2 separate regions of the Sus scrofa genome follow, and region 2 is linked to region 1. The links are chromatin contacts, called in public Hi-C maps. All regions are on one chromosome and are shown on one strand. The core of a region is the stretch at or near the end of the contact, and the rest is flanking DNA. Distances in the headings are between cores, read along the strand shown. Region 1 holds the start of MID1IP1 (MID1 interacting protein 1). Region 2 has its middle 290 kb from the start of MID1IP1.

Region 1 (5,136 bases), core at 922-3,421:
CTGCAGTCTTCCTGTGGATCTGTTGTCCACAGCTGCAGACTGGCTCCCTGGAAAACTGGAAGCATTGCTGGACACACCTTAGCAGAGTTTAGCACTCACTGGGAGCCAGTCAAATAGCCACAGCACATGTTATAACACTATAACATTTAAGTATCTCCTAAGACCAACTCCAAAGACTTGTAAATAAAGATCTGGAAGGTGTGGGCACTAGTATTACTGGTGTTTCTCTTCTTGTTCTTCTCGGAGCCAAGTAAAATGTCTGCCTTTAAGTTTTTAGGCCTCAAAACTCATTTTTGCTTGAACCTCTTAAAAAATTCAAAAAGTCAATTAGGCACTAATAAGCTGGTCAAGTTGGTTGGAAGCTGTAATATATGTACCTTCCTAAATACTTCTGAATATTTACGAGCTTTTTCGTGGGGTGTACAGGGTTACTTGGAAATATTAGAAATAAAAACCTTGGAAGTAAATCTTGTTGGTAGCTTCTTCCCAAATAAAACTGAACACTTAACAGGGATGATTATCCACCACTTTGAAATACCAGAGAAAAAGACTTTTGCTTAAAAAAAAAATTATTTTTATTTAACTACTAAGCCATCCATCCACTGGCAGATGAGAAAGCAATAAACTTGTCGAGTTTCGTTAACACATTTGCTCTTTTTTTATTTTTTAGAATATAGTCTACATCTGGATTAAAAAAGTTTTAAATAAATTTAAGACATATAACAACTGGAACCCTTCATCATTCCATATACAACACGGATAGAATGTCAGCTGGTTCCATTTCTGATAAGTCCACTTTCTCATAATAATGTTATTATTTTCACTGGCTGGGTGGCAAGCTTCGTACAAGCTGGCCCAGGGCCAGCTTACACACACCGGGGTGGGGGTAGCGTGGAAGGGATGGAGTAGGGGTGCCACAGGACAACTATACAGTGTAACAGAAAATCATTAATAAAGTAGTACCGGTTACCGACAGACAGTGCTGTTTGTGCGCATATCACAATGGAATCGCCGAAGTTTCAGAGCAAGGAGGAGATTCGAAATACTTAAGACAGGGCCACTGTTACCAAAAAAAAAAAAAAAAAAAAAAAAGTGCAAACAGGAAAACTGATGCAATCCTAGCAACGCTGCGGCCTCCACCAGCCCAACGGCAGGGCGGCGGGAGGCTGCGCGCCCGCCCCGCCTTCCCCAGCGCCCAGCTCCGGGCGGCGCTCCCAAGTGTAGCAACCCAGCGCCGCGCCCTGGAATGGCCCTTTTCTCGGCCCTTCTCCTCCGGAAAGAACAGAATAGAAACTCCAGGAAAGGCACAGACTGAAGGCAGGGCGTCAACTCAGTCCCATTCCCAACAGAGTAGAACACAGCCCCCTCACCACCACCTCTCTGCGGGAGAAGGAAGTCATTGGGCACACCCGCCCCCCGCCACGTTTTGCCATCACTTTCCTCTCCCAAAAGAAGCCCCTTCCTCCCTCTAGCTCCGCCGCGTCCTCTGCACGTACGCAGCCCCCCAACTTTGCAGTCCGCCCAGCGCGCCCTACAGCCAGAAAGAAAATAGACTTGAAAGGGAGAGGGTGAGAAATGGGGGGGCGGGGGGAAGGGTGCTGGGCAGCCGCGGGCGACCCGCCTCAGTGCCCCCAATTGCTGAAGCCGATTTCCTGCTTGTATCTGTTGGTGAGGATGTTGGCCTTGCGCGTGAGTTTGGAGAGCACGGTGTGCAGCCCGCGCAGGTGGTAGTGGAACTGCTGTTCTAGGTCCTCCTCGCCGGCGTCCGCGCCCTCCAGGTGGCTCAGATCCACCAGGATGTCCTTGGACTTCCAGGCGCTCCCCTCCTCGCTCCCCGTTGGCTGCGGCTGGTGCAGGACTCCCCACTCGATGTCGTGGCGGATGGACTTGAGCAGCACGTAGTGGCTATACATGTCCCGGGAGGGCGCGAAAAAGCTGCCGTTGGCGCTGCCCGGGCCGGGGGCCGGGGGCGTGCGCTCCTCCAGGCAGCCGCCACTGCCGCCTACCTCCACGCCGACGTCGTTGTCCAGCCCGGGCTCGGCCAGGGGCACGTCGCGCAGCAGGCTGGGCACCATCACCGTCTGGTCCATGTTGTTCACGGCGCCGATGAAGCGATTCATGGCGTTAAAGAGAGAGTGCTTCTGGTTGTAGGTGTCGCAAATTTGCATCATGGTGGCCGGGCGGGCGCCGAAGCACTGGGACGTATGGGCACCGGATGGCCGGCCGGGGCGAGGGGCTGCCCGCCTTCACGCGCTCTGAGGCCCGCGCCGGGAGGCCTGACTATGGCTACAGAGGGTGCGGCGGGATTCCGGGCTCCTCCTCCGCCCTCTCCAACTCTCGTCTCGCTCGCAGCCCGACCCTGCGGGATGCGCGACTTCTCCTGGCTTTGGCGTCCGGAAGCTCGCGATATCGGCGCGTGGTCCGTGGGTCGAGCCCTGGCCTGGCTGGGAGACCGAAACGGAAGAGACTATTATTCACTCGGCTAGTGTGCCCGGCGTCCCTGCCCGCGCGCACCTCCCTGCCCGGTTATTGCTCGACTGGGACGGCGCCCGGGTGGCTCCCCCCAGCAGGGCTGTCCCGCCTCCTAGCCCGCCCGGGGCCGCGAAAAGAAGGAAGGGGTGCTCCCCACTCCCATCTCCCTCCGAAAAGCCTGAGTCCAAGCGCCACGCTGACCGGACAGAGGTGGGGCGGGGGTACGCACCTCCTAGGGGTCCTCGAGCGCCTCTGCTGCTGGGTAGCTCAGTGTTCCCGCTTCTGGCGGCTGCTGCCTGCGGGTGCTGTTGCGGTCAGTGGCCGGACTGTGACTGCGGGCGGTGGTGGTGGCGTCGGCCCCCTACCCATCCCAGGTGCTCAATTTATAGAGCCCCAGGAAAGGTGTCACCGGCGCTCAGGGCCACCCCCCGTGTCTCCTCCTCCCGCCTCCCCGGCTGCGTCGAGATAAAAGGCCCGAGCTGGGGATGACCGCGAGTAACACTCTCCGGGCCCTTTCTACAGCGGGGGCGGGGCGCGCCGGGCCAGCTCCGCCTCTCGCCTGATACCCGGGTGGAGGGAGGGCGCTGAGGCAGGGCAGGGCAGGGCAGAGCAGGGCAGAGCGGAGGAGGGATGGAGCTGCCGCACCCAGCCAGCGCCGAGCGCAGAGCCGGCCAGCTTGGGGCGGAGGTGGGGGGGGAGGCACTGCGAGGTTAAAGACGGCGCCGCTGGAGTGCGGGGGGTCGGATGGGCCTTCTTCACGCTCCCCGGGTGGGATTAACAAATTTCAGGAGCCTAAATGAGGCCCCCAACCCTGCATCTATACTGGCGGTGGCCCGGAAACTACGGATCCGGTTTATTAATAGCCGTCGGGGAAGAGGGACCCACAGCAGCAGCAACTCCATCCTGAGACTCTTACGTAAGAAGGATGGCTGGGCATGCCGGATGCACGTGGACGCGTGGTGCTCCCGCGGTGGCCCTGGCCTTGGCCAGCTGCTGGGGGAGGGGAGCCTCGGAGGCTTTTGCCTCCCTCCTGGCGAGGTCTTTCTCAATCTTTCCTGTAACAACCTTTGCCAGGGATGAAGAGTGACCCACCATCGGAGCTGCACATTTTCCCAAGAGATCAGATGTGGCCATGGGGAGAAGTAGCCAAATTCCTGACTTTTGTCCAAGTCCCGGTACCCAGATCTCAGGCCCTGTGGCCTTTTAGCTGCCAAAGGGCCAGGAAAGAGTGACAGTATGTAGGCCCGGTGTTGGGTGTCTGTAGTCATTTAACAGAAAAGCGGGGAGGTATCCAATATTTTTTCTGGGGTGGGGGGGGACGGAGTTTTGAAACATTCCTTTCCAAAAATAGTTCTTAAAACGCAAGGTCATATAATGGGGCCTAAACTATTTACCATACCGCTGGATTTAACTTTTAGGAGTCTTTAAATTTCACTTTGAGATTTCAAACCACAGTCTGTTTTCATTTTTACTTTACCATCTCACTTCCCATGCTATGTCCTTCATCTACCAGTCTTCTCCAGAAGTCCTACAGATAATTCAAGCTTCTAATTTTGAAACTCGTTTTTCTAAAATCTTTCAGGGGTGCTTTTATTGCACTGTTTTCTCACAGGACAGAAAGTGTCAAAAGGGAGAAGCACATAATGAGAGGTTTATTTTTTCCCTCTTTCTTTCACCTTAATGATCTCTATTTTTTCCCATGGCAAATCATCTTCCTAATTATCTTTTGAATGAAAATCTGACTTGGTGTTACAAGGGCTAGACAGGAGTCAGTGACTCCTGGAGGCAGAGACCAGCCTTGGAGAGCCCCTCCTCTCAGGATTTATTAGCTCTGCCAGATCATAGCCCTTGTTTTCGTATCTGTAAAACTGGAATAAAGTTATCTGCTCAAACTATCAGGGTCTTTGGGAGAATCAATGTGAAGAAAAAAGTAGAGCAAAAAAAAATTAAATAAATTTCAAAAGCATTAAAATAATCTCACTCCTCTCTTTACACACATGGTGATATAGAAACTCTCCCAGCACCAGTTTCCTTATCAACAAAATGGAGCTTCTCCCATGGCCTGTGCCAAATTTTGGTTAAGGGCGAATAATTATAATAGATGTAAATATTATGTTAATTGTAAAGTATTTTATAAACACGAATGGTACTTGGTGTAGGACCTCTTCGTAGTCTAAAAGGTGTTTATGTGATGATCCACGGAGCCTTCCCCCTAGTGATTAGGCAAACGGAGAGTACAAAGTTAAGTCCAGCTTGATTTTAAGCCCTTATGTGCACTGACATCCGAAAAGCACTGCAAGAGGTAATCTCAAAGAAAACACAATCCAGTTTCCCAAGAACTGATTCTCTGTAATTTAAAACACATTTTGTCCCCCATGACAAACTCTCCTGATAGTTTAAGAACATAGGCCTCTGGATGAAAACTTAGTATTCAGATTTGGATTACTAAATACGAGGATCCTGCCTCTTCCCAATTTCAGCAAAGTGTGATAATAACTTGCAGAAAGAAAACAGAAATTCAAGTGATCTAGCAAATGGATCCCAACAAAACTCGTTCAGCTTGGGAGAAAGCTCCCAATACCTTCTATTTGGCCTCCACTCCTGCCCTGATCTGTTTTCGTCCTTCCTCTGGTGCCTAGGTCACTCTCCATCCCCCAGTTTCTT
Region 2 (5,019 bases), core at 1,805-4,304, 290 kb before region 1:
GTCTAAATCTTCATAAAGAAGTCTGGCCTGAGCGGACCATTGGGCAGGAAGGCCGGGAGACAGAACACAAGTAAGTTGCTCTTTCCCTAAGTGTCCCTCCATCCAGAAGCCTGGCTTCAATTTCTGTTTTACACTCCGTTCCCCTCCATCCCACCCCCAGCCCTCCTGAGACCCACTTGCTCAGGAAGCCGTCTCTGCGGGCACAGGTACGCCAGACACTCCCGGCCAAGCCACTGAGTGTTCGAATCTCCACTCCGCGTTCCTTCAGCTGGAAGTCTCCAGAAGAGTGACAAGAAAACAGCCGAGAGGTGGGCCGAGGCTCAGGAAGCTAACTGAAGAATGACTCCTCTGCGGGGCGTTAATACCTTGCAAAGAAGTGAATCTACTGGCATTTTTTTTAGAGTTTAATAAAAATATATATGCACCGTGAGAAAATCACAGCAATAATTCCTTGCACCTTTGTTCCAAGAAGCCCAAAGCACTCCCCATATATTATCATATTCATTATCCTATTTTCTTCACGTTTCTCATTAATTTTTTTCTGAGGTGATATATTAATATGAAATTCTAAATCGCATTAAGGAGACCATGAGCCCAACTCGTTCTCCTCACCCTAAGTCCACCTTTCTCTTCTCCTCTTTCCATCCATCATCCTCACTGCCCCTCTTCTTCTCCCACCCAGCGGAGGGTAAGTCGGAAGCTGGTAAGCAGCTGATGGGGGCAGTCAGATTGGAGGGGGGAGCATCAAAGTGCTGCTTTGCCAGTGGGCTGCTCACCCTGGCCCCTTCCCTAGGACCCCTTGATCAGATCAGGACTCTGATGCTCCTTGGGGAAGAAGCTGCCTTGCAGCCCAACTCCCCTTAGTGGGTGTAAAACCTACTCCCCCAGCCTCGCATGCAAGAGGGAAAGAATCAGGCTCATTACAGATATTATCATGCAGCACTTCATATTTCAAAGAGCTTTATAACCGCTAATTAGTTATTGCCAGAGAATATGGAAATGGCACCTTGCTGGAATCCCAAAGACAGGAGGCCAGACTTCCGCAGCACTGCCTGGCCCGGCCTGCCCCCGGGGCCCGGGGATTCAGGAAGCGCGGCGACCCCAGGGCAGAAGGCACAGGAGGCTTTTAGTCCTGGCCAGTGTGGTTCTGAGTGGATGCTCCCGGGGTTAGCAGACTGCATTCTGTCTGCTTAGGAAGAACCCAGAGACAGGCTACTGCTTCAGGTGATAAAAGAAAACATGCAGCTGAAAATTAAAACAGCAGTCTCAGCCAGAAGAGGCAATGAAGCATATGTCCTTCCCACTGAGCTGAGTTCGATTCCCGATCCGATGAAGAATGGGCCTGGGGTGCACACTCAGGGGATGCCTGCATGCACAGCAATAGCGAGCTCGCTCCGGAAGCCTCCTGAAGATCGCAAGGGCACACGGGGGTCCTGATGAGGGTCAGAAGCCCCCTGTCCCTATTCTTTTCAGCTAAGGAATTGCAACCACAGGCCTTGAATGGATGACAAGGGTGTCTCCCCCTGCTACCCAGGCCTGTTTCTATCCCATCCCCATCCCATCTAACTCCACTTTCAAAAACACTTCTCCAAGAAGGTTCCGATCTACAGTCTGCAGCCCCCTCCAGAGAAAGGAGGGATGAGGAGCAGCCTCGTTCACCCTGGATAACCTCGAGCTCATTTGAATTTCATTATAAATCCACTCACAAGCTGGAATCAGCAGGGGCCTCAAGGAGGCGGGCCCTGGCCAGGCTGACTCAGCCTTCTTGGAGGGACGCTGTCTTGGATGAGAGGGGAGGATGCAGAGAGCACTTTTCTTTAAGACTTCATCCCTCATCTTTCCTGCAAATGGGATGGGGAGGCACTGCGTGAAAAACAACAACAACAAAAAAACTCTGAGCAGGGGCAGCCAAAGCTTTCCTTCTAGTGGAGTTCCCCTTGTGGCTCAGTGGAAATGAAACTGACTAATATCCATGAGGATGCAGGTTTGATCCCTGGTCCTGCCCAGTGGATTAAGGATCTGGCGTGGCTGTGGCTGTGGTGTAGGCCAGCAACTACAGCTCCAATTGGACCCCTAGCCTGGCAACTTCCATATGCTGTGGGTGTGGCCCTAAAAAAAAAAAAATGTTTCCTTTCCTTCTAGCAAAGCTTGGCCACCACTGAGGTCAGATCGGGATGGGACAAAGGCTCAGGAAACCCTCTGGTTTACAGAAATTCTGCCAGGCGGCAGCATGGAAGGCTCCTGGGTCACTCCAGCTCCCAGGGAGTGATCAGAAATCTGAAACACAGGTGCCCCCAGCTTTCCTCTCTTCCTGGTAATGGGACACACAGAGGCCACTCAGTGGCCTTATCATTATACTTCCCTAATAACTCCAGTGCGTGTGCGAAAGCAGAGTGAAGAAGAAGGGATGGAGATGCAGTCTGCTGGGACTGGGTCTCAACCTACGTCTTCTAAAAGCATGTGTCTCTGATATCCAAGACTCTGCATCGGAGCGAGGTGTTTTGCACTTGCTGGAGGGTTCCCTATCAGAAGCTGTCTGTTCTTAGCACATAACTGTGCTGTGAAAGAGATGGATGTGCCCCTGGACCTAATTTCTCAGCACTCCAGCAGGAGAGGAGGCACCTCGCCCTCGCCTGCATTGCAGATGGCAGCCCTCGTAATGAGAAAGCACTGAGGTCCAGCCTGTTTGGCAGGGACGGGCAGGGGTTGGGGCGGGGGCAGGGGTGGGGGTTGGACTGCACCCAGAGGTTTCCCAAGGCCTTTGGCAACAAGCACTTATGCAATCTGGGTCCTCCTAGGACAGGACAACCGGCCCCTCCTGCCTCTCCTTCCTCTCTTAGTTTCTGGCTGAGGCAACAGGCTGGGAGGTCCTAGGCAAAGTCTTCCTGCAGAGCTTAAACTGCCTGGCCTCCTAACACCCCCTCCACTCCCCTGAGATCCCAGAAACTGAAGGTGGCTGCCTTGGTTGGGAGGTGGGGATCCTTAGGCCAAATTGGCCTCTCCCTTCCTCCTGCTACCCAGAACTGCCATGAGGTTGCCCAATCCGGGCCTTCCTTTTCAGTCCGGCCCCCTTTGGACACTCCAAGCGAATAAAATATGCTTCCACTGCAAAGGCCACCCAGAGCCTTGTCTCTCAGCTCTCTGCGGGCAGCTGGGAGATGGGCCCCATGAAGCTGGGGTGTGCACCCCCGGGCTTTTAGCCACCTGCGTGGCTTGAGGACAGAGTGCTGGAGGAGCCTGCAGAAGAACTCTTTTCCTGACCTGTTCGAATCGACTCTGCTCGTGGGACAGATACTGCTGAGTGTGCAGACACACACCCAGTCCAGATACGCTCCCCCTGACTCAGGCCCCCACGCTCACACACGCCTCTGGAGGTGTCCTCAGCCCTGTGACCCCTCCAGCTTTAGATGTGCATTCTATTACAGCTGGCTAACCACTGGGACCGGGAGTGATGCCGGAGCGAAGGGAATAGGACCATTCCCTCCGCCATTCCAACTGCTCCCCCTCTGGGCAGAGGGAGCAATCCCATTCCGGTCCTTAGTTGGGCATCCCAACTAAGGGCAGGTGGCAGGTGGAAGGTGAGCTTTTGGCAAATCCGAAGAAAGGGAGCTGAAGGAGCAGGAAAGGCGAGGAGGAGCTGTGGAGGAGGGCTGGGGGAGACACAGCGCCCCTGTTGAGGGGTGACAAATTGGAGTGGGAGGTGCTTGGAGGCTGACCTCAGAGCTCTTCTCTCACCCCAGCGGGAGGGCACCACAATGTAGGGAAAGTAGAGGTTTGGGAGTCAGGAAACTTCCTGCCTGACCTTTGACCAGGAGGTCACTTCACCTCACCAAGTCTCAGTTTTCCTACCTCTAAAGCAGGGATGATGACATTTGTCCTTTAGAGGTGCTGGCAGGAGGAGCAATAATGTTTCTCAAGAGCCTGGAACAGAGGTAGGCCTCAGCAAATGGCTGCTATTATCACAGCGCCTAAATGAGAAGGGATCTTGGAAGGTGTCAGTTCTGGGCCCCATTCGCAGGGGACCATACAGGACCCATGGTGATGTGCTGCCTTCTTTTATGGCAAAGCCATGCCCCTCAGGACCCATTCCAGATATCCAGTCACCCAGGCAATGGTGGGAAGAGTGGCAGTGGTTATAGGTTACCTGTCACCCGCAGGGACGGAGTGCTGGGGAGGGCAGCGTATAAGGTTAATGGTGCTTTGGGCAGCTCCAGAACACGCTCCAAGGGAAGAAGAAATGCACGATTTTCCCCTGCCCCTGGGGAAATAGTTTTCCCATGGCTTGAGGTTTGGCCAGAACCACCAGCGGGACCAGAGACACAGGAAGCCACAGACACGCAGACCATCAACACAAGGAAAAGGCAGAGAGAAACTCCCAGCTTTGGGACCATTCTCATCTATTCTCTGAGCCCCTGGGGCGTCTTGATCAGCAGCACAACACTGCACAGGGAAGCTGTCAGTTTTGTGTTGAAGGACCCAGATTCCACTGGCAGACCTCCTGTGTTTGAATTCTAGCTCTACAACTTAGCACCCCTGTGACAATTTCAGTGTGCCTCTGTTTCCTTCCCTGTCAAATGGGAAGACTGCATGATGCCACATACAGGGTAAGCGCTCTTGCAATGTCGGCTTTAGCGATTCTACTCCTTGCCCAGCTGCCCAGCATTGGGAACATCTCTCTGGAGGAGGGCGGGTCAACTAGGGCTTTGCTGCTGATGCAAAGGGCGCGGAGGTGCGGCCGATGCGCGGAGTAGCCCGCAGCACCGTTTACTTTTAGCTTCTTGCGGCCGCAGGGATCCACAGCGCTCGTCGCTTAGCCATTCTCTGGGCCGCTGCCTGGCAGCAGGTTGCTCCCCGAGTCAGGATACACAGATTCCCTCCCGCTGAGCTTTCGCTCAGCTCCCTGCCTGCGCCCTCTCCCGAGCTCGACTGCCACGCCGAGGCGGATCCAGGTACCGCCCCCAAGTCGGCCGGAGCTGCGAGAAAGCCCCGCGTGCCCGCGAGCCGAACACCGTCCGGGGA

What was found. Hi-C and Micro-C count contacts between places; a contact is called where the count stands out from the background.
Region 2: a Hi-C map of liver shows a contact between it and region 1, with 3 times the contacts expected there. The contact joins the enhancer-like site here to the promoter of MID1IP1 in region 1. A contact is called at or near these places in 1 of 5 promoter capture datasets (liver), 6 of 47 Hi-C or Micro-C datasets (embryonic fibroblasts, fetal heart ventricle, heart right ventricle and 2 more) and 2 of 2 datasets of contacts at active chromatin or transcription factors (alveolar macrophages and skeletal muscle).

Annotation. Positions count from the first base shown.
Region 1 is chrX:34,761,582-34,766,717 of Sscrofa11.1, reverse strand. It overlaps MID1IP1 (MID1 interacting protein 1), which reads right to left and starts at 2,171. Exons shown (of 1, transcript NM_001256365.1): 1 at 1,623-2,171. The coding sequence starts at 2,171. The coding sequence ends at 1,623. LOC106506941 (a long non-coding RNA gene) reads left to right here. Exons shown (of 3, transcript XR_002340636.1): 3 at 1-1,093.
Region 2 is chrX:35,050,771-35,055,789 of Sscrofa11.1, reverse strand. No RefSeq gene overlaps it. Among named protein-coding and RNA genes, the nearest start is that of MID1IP1, 290 kb to the right of the region's middle. Within about 2 kb of position 3,054, at least 4 of the 83 cell types and tissues checked have an H3K27ac peak or open chromatin away from gene starts, as enhancers often do. A contact at or near this core is called in liver, where this site is marked.